Regions from separate parts of the Capsicum annuum genome. Here region 2 is linked to region 1. Evidence: chromatin contacts called from public Hi-C data. All regions are on one chromosome and are shown on one strand. The core of a region is the stretch at or near the end of the contact, and the rest is flanking DNA. Distances in the headings are between cores, read along the strand shown. Region 1 overlaps LOC107850702 (receptor protein kinase TMK1). Region 2 holds the start of LOC124885309.

The links. A called contact is a pair of places that touch in the nucleus more often than the background predicts.
Region 2: a contact with region 1 is called in a Hi-C map of leaf, with 2.8 times the contacts expected there. The contact joins the promoter of LOC124885309 here to the enhancer-like site in region 1. A contact is called at or near these places in 2 of 5 Hi-C or Micro-C datasets (leaf and placenta).

What each region holds. Positions count from the first base shown.
Region 1 is chr12:28,410,894-28,413,808 of UCD10Xv1.1, forward strand. It overlaps LOC107850702 (receptor protein kinase TMK1), which reads left to right. Exons shown (of 2, transcript XM_016695409.2): 2 at 459-1,342. The coding sequence ends at 988. Among protein-coding and RNA genes, the nearest start is that of LOC107850702, 4.7 kb to the left of the region's middle. Within about 2 kb of position 1,633, at least 4 of the 5 cell types and tissues checked have an H3K27ac peak or open chromatin away from gene starts, as enhancers often do. A contact at or near this core is called in leaf, where this site is marked.
Region 2 is chr12:28,541,711-28,544,883 of UCD10Xv1.1, forward strand. It overlaps LOC124885309, which reads left to right and starts at 1,728. Exons shown (of 2, transcript XM_047401537.1): 1 at 1,728-1,860; 2 at 1,985-2,718. The coding sequence starts at 1,728. The coding sequence ends at 2,718.

The sequences.
Region 1 (2,915 bases), core at 383-2,882:
GAAACTAGCCCGTTTTGCATTAATTAGCTTTTATCCTATAATAGGTCTATATCTGTTGTATATATTAATGTTTGCCTCTCTCTTAGTCAAATCAACTTGTACTCATGTCCATGGTTAAGAACTTGTCAATCATGCATTGTCATATATAAAATAGCCTTGGTTATGTCAACCCCTGTAGTGTTATGATTACTACAGGAAACATTTTTTCATGATGCCTGCTTAATGCCACCAATTTCTATTTTGGCCTAATCTCACACTTTAAACATGCTATTATTCCTATGACAGAAGATCCTCTAGTTTTCTTTTCTCCTCGGTGGAATTCAAGGATCTTCAAATATAGCCAGACAAATTAGTAACTTGCATCTTGCTTTCCTGATTGTGATATGTGCATATAAGGATTTCTTTGAATGTAGATATATCCACCTCTAAAATTGTATTTATCTTGATTCTTTTGCCAGTAACTGGGAGAGTGACAACAAAGGTGGACGTGTTCAGTTTCGGTGTGATTTTGATGGAACTCATCACAGGAAGAAAGGCGCTTGATGAAAGCCAGCCTGAGGAGAGCATGCATCTAGTAACATGGTTCCGAAGGATGCATTTGAATAAGGATACATTCAGAAAGGCAATTGACCCCGCGATAGACCAGAGCGAGGAAACACTTGTCAGTGTCAGTACTGTAGCTGAGCTAGCTGGGCACTGCTCTGCAAGGGAGCCATATCAAAGGCCTGACATGGGTCATGCTGTGAATGTTCTTTCATCCCTTGTGGAGCTCTGGAAACCATCCGACGAGTGCTCAGAGGACATATACGGCATTGATCTCGACATGTCACTGCCCCAGGCGCTTAAGAAGTGGCAGGCCTATGAAGGTACAAGCCACATGGATTCATCCTCTTCTTCATACCTTCCAAGCTTGGATAACACTCAAACTAGCATCCCTACTCGCCCTTACGGATTTGCTGAGTCATTTAGATCTTCTGATGGTAGATGAGAAGTTGGCACTCTTTGATCTAGGTTTGGTTGTTCATTCTATCTGTTATCTTCCTCGTTGCAAGTCACGCAACCTTTTTTTTTCCCCTTTTAACTCTGATGCTTTGATCCTTTTAACTCATTCTTAGTTTTGGAACTGTGAGGATAGGGATTCTTTTTAAGTTTTTGCTGTCTTTTGACTCTTGTTGTATGATGAATCTCACTCTCCATGTGAATACATTGTGGTTTGGTGAGGATAGGGATTCTTTTTAAGTTTTTGCTGTCTTTTGACTCTTGTTGTATGATGAATCTCACTCTCCATGTGAATACATTGTGGTTTGGTTGGAAATGAAAGGGATGTCATCAATTACCAGTAGACCATGGTACTTTTGTATTCTTGAATTGTTTCTTCAGAAAAAAACAGCTAGTGCAAGCTGTATTGAAATGTAAAGTGCCTTTGATGTGTGCAAATCATAAAATTAGCTTTTGTTTATGAAGGTTTATGCTTTTTCAAGAAAACTGTAAACTGTATGTTATGATTACAGATCAACTGTTGATACCTTTGTCAATCACAAATAGGCATAAAATTTAGTACCTTTAGGTGAAATGGGCTTTACCATAATGGCAAAAATCTTTTGAGATATTTAAGGTGCATGGTAATGTTCAGTCATGTCAAACAGCAAATTTCCACAAGTAACCAAATGTCTGAGCTCCACTAAAGGAGGTGGTCTTCACTCTTTGTCGTGATAAAAGAAAGACAAGTCTCAGTTTTTCTTTCTGAAAAGAAAATGAGAATGTGGTCCTTGATTTGACCTAGAGGATAATGAAGTGAGTGAAAATCCACAAAGACCAGCATATAAATTTCATTAGAGCCAAATAGCAGTAGGTACTTTTCTCATCGAGCCAAAGCTTACTGGATAAAGTTACCTAGTACATGTACTGATGCAAGATAGTAAGTATAGTATTAGAACAAATAATCGAGGTAGGTACAAGTTGATTAAGATACTATTTTTATAAGAACAAAAGAAACAAAGAGACTGTGGTGCTCGATCCGGCCTAGAAGTTAATGAAATGAGTAAAAAACATGTAACATTAGCGTTTAAATTTCATTGGAGCCACTTAGCACTACGTATATCGAGCTAAGCTATGCAAGATAACAGCAAGTGTTGAATGAAATAATTGAGATACACGCAAGTTGACTATAGCAGCAAGTATTGAATGAAATAATTGAGATACACGCAAGTTGACTATGATACCAAACAAACAAAGAGAATGTGGCAGTGGATTGATGAAAATGGAAGTCTTAGCTGTTAAAGATCATACATATTTTCTGAAACAGACATTAAAGGACCCTTTTCTCATATCCAGAATTGACCATTTCTTTCAAAAATAACACATTCACAACATAGCAACTAGTTTTGGTTAGATGAGCAAAAAGTCATTTTCATAACTAAAAATGAGTGATGCACAAAAAAGAAAAAGGTTGAGTATTGAAAAGTTATTCCTCCAATTTGGAGAGGATAAAAACAAAGAGCATGTTCTACTGTCATCCAATGATCCATCAATGTGATATGGAAAAATGAGGACCTTATAATAAATTTTTAATTGTGAAAAATTAGCTGGTCACATGTACAAAAAAAAAATTGTTTACATATTGTCCACCATAGTTTATTCAAAGGAGATTTAAAAATTGTGGACCAATTAACAGCTAGAGCCTTCACATGGAGCTTTCCTTCATGACCAATTCATTGATGAAGGTTATATCATCCTTATCTGTCTCAATCATTGTGGATACTATTGTCCAAGACTAATAGCTTAATGGCCAAACTTTTGGTTTTTGAAAAAAATAGGTTGACACATCCATAGCTTTTGAACTTTTGAGAAAATTTTATTTAGATACTTAATTGAACTTATAATAAAGTGATTCTATTAAATATTTTCAGATCAAA
Region 2 (3,173 bases), core at 478-2,977, 130 kb after region 1:
TATAATGGCTTGTTAAAAACATTAATATTTCTAAAATTCACGTCTCCGTCAAAGGATGAATTTATTTGTTGAAAGTTTCAACTCTCCTTAATATGTGTTAATTTCTTGAATTGAAGTCTCACATTAACTCCATTCTTGCAACAATTTTTTCAATTCCTATAAAAGAAGAGGATTTGGTGAACTTAGAACACATAAAAGAAAAAAAGAAAACATCTTATTTTTCCTTTCTGTTTTTTTTTTTTTGAACTTATTTTGGATAATTGATCTGGAAAACCTTCAAACTTTTAATCACGAATGTACATGTTTGAAAGTAACTGTAAAATTTTGGGGAGCGATCGATTAAAAGAATCAACATTGAAATTGGACCAAAATTACTTTTAAGACGGTGAGTTGCCACGAAATAATATTTATGACTATTCTGTTATTTAATTAATTTCAATTCTATATCATTATTATACTTTTTTTTTTCCAACGCCGACTTGCTGGGTTTCCCAAGCTAGCCCGAATAAAATATTCAAGCATCAAATACTCTCTCTTCACTTTTTTTTTCTTTTTGATGTTGTACTTTTAATATGCCATTTCCGTCTTAAATTATTCATTTTAAATTGAGATAATATATTAATTAAGAAAAATAATTAATATTATAACTAATTTATTATAGTACCTTTATTAAATAATATTTATATTTTAATTTAAAGAAAAGATAATTAATGTAAGGGATAAAATATGAAAAAAATTATTTTTTTTTAAATTGAGATAATATATTAATTAAGAAAAATAATTAATATTATAACTAATTTATTATAGTACCTTTATTAAATAATATTTATATTTTAATTTAAAGAAAAAATAATTAATGTAAGGGATAAAATATGAAAAAAATTATTTTTTTTTATTAATAAAAAAGATAAGTAAAATGAAAAATTAAATTAATAAATGGAGAAAGTAGTTATTTATACTTTAAATTATTTATTTCATATTAAACAGTAATTAATAAATATGACAAGTAAAAGTGAGTCACGCGGTGTATATCAAAGCAAAAGAGAAAGTAGTTGATCATAAATGGTAAATAGGAATGTAGAGAGTCCAGATCGTCCCTTTGAGCTTTGCTAACTTTGACTCTGACCTTTGCAGTGTCCAGTAAACTATCTTCTTTCTTCTCTTTTCTTTTCCTATGCATCTGAGAATTGAGCTTCATGCAGCTGAGAGTGAAGAAAGGAGCTTGATCTACCAAGACTTGGTGCTGTATTTTGATTCTTCTTGTTCATTTCCGTTGTTGAATTTATGAATCCGTGTAACATATCTGACTATTAAGAAGGGTATGTTGTGCATGTATTTGATGTTGTTTCCTTATTCTTGTGTTGTTTGATAGTGGGCATTGTTATTTCTGTTAAGATAGTGAGAAGTGTAATCAGCAAGTTGATGATTAGCTAGAGGAAGTTAGTGTGTGTGATGTATGTGTGAGTGAGTTAGTTGGTTAAGTGTGACAGCTGTCACAAGGAGCAAACTAACTCTATAAATGTGACTTATAGTGCCATAACAAGCCAATGGAAAATCAATCAATGAAAACTACTCTTCTTCTTCAAGCTCTTAGCTCAATACTATAGAAATCTAACATGGTATCAAAGCCACTACTGATCGCTAGCTGTAATCGGTACTAGAGACTATCGATTTCACCTGATCAGTGAGAATAGCAGCTACTGTTCTATTGCTTACAGTGAGCTTTAATGGCGGTTACTCGAAACTCAGCTGCAGATCCTTCAACTACAACTGCAGCACCTGGAAATACACCTACTTCAGCTGGTACAATTGAAATTGACCACAATCATCCGCTGAATTTGCATCCAAACGACACTCCAGGTATCTCTCTTATTTCTATCCAATTATGCCCTATGGAGTAGATCTATGGCGTTGAGTCTCATAGGCAAAAACAAAATAGGCTTTGTTGATGGGAGATATCCTAAAAATCACTTTGATGAATCAGTACATGATCAGTGGGAGAGAGTTAATGCTGTTGTTTTGTCATGGATTATGAATTCAATACGAAAGGATCTGTTGAGTAGTATTATCCATGCCTCTGATGCTCATAATGTGTGGATAGATTTAAAGGAAAGGTTTGATAAGGTGAATGGCTCTAGAGTATTCTACTTGCATAGAGAAATTGTGACCCTCTCTCAGGGAACTCTGTCAGTTGCTGATTATTTTTCTCGAATGAGAACTCTTTGGGATGAATTTGATGCTTTTATGCCTTCTCCTAGATGTAGCTACCCTGAATCTAGAAGTTATGCCCAAAGAGTATTACAGTTCCTAATGGGTCTAAATGAAACATACTCCCAGTGTAGAAGCCAAATCCTATTAATGACCCCTGTACCATCCATTAGCAAAGTGTACTCCATGATTGTGGATCATGAAAGTCAGAGATCCATAGCTTCTAGTTCCTCTGTGGGTCGTCTTAGTGATACACTTGATGCAGCAGCTCTCTTTAACTATAAACTAGGTTACAAAGGCAAAGGTGGATATCTAGGTCCTGGTGATTCAGGAGGTACAAGTTTAGTTAAGACTACAAGTATCTATGAGGGAAGACCACCAGCTTCCACCTATAAAGGTGCTCCACAGAAAAAAACACCAGTGGTTTGTGAGTTCTGTGGTTATAATGGTCATACTAAGGATCAATGTTTCAAGCCAAATCGTATTAATGACCCCTGTACCATCCATTAGCAAAGTGTACTCCATGATTGTGGATCATGAAAGTCAGAGATCCATAGCTTCTAGTTCCTCTGTGGGTCGTCTTAGTGATACACTTGATGCAGCAGCTCTCTTTAACTATAAACTAGGTTACAAAGGCAAAGGTGGATATCTAGGTCCTGGTGATTCAGGAGGTACAAGTTTAGTTAAGACTACAAGTATCTATGAGGGAAGACCACCAGCTTCCACCTATAAAGGTGCTCCACAGAAAAAAACACCAGTGGTTTGTGAGTTCTGTGGTTATAATGGTCATACTAAGGATCAATGTTTCAAGCCAAATCGTATTAATGACCCCTGTACCATCTATTAGCAAAGTGTACTCCATGATTGTGGATCATGAAAGTCAGAGATCCATAGCTTCTATTTCTTCTGTGGGATGTGGGTTGTCTTAGTGATACACTTGATGCAGCAGCTCTCTTTACCTATAA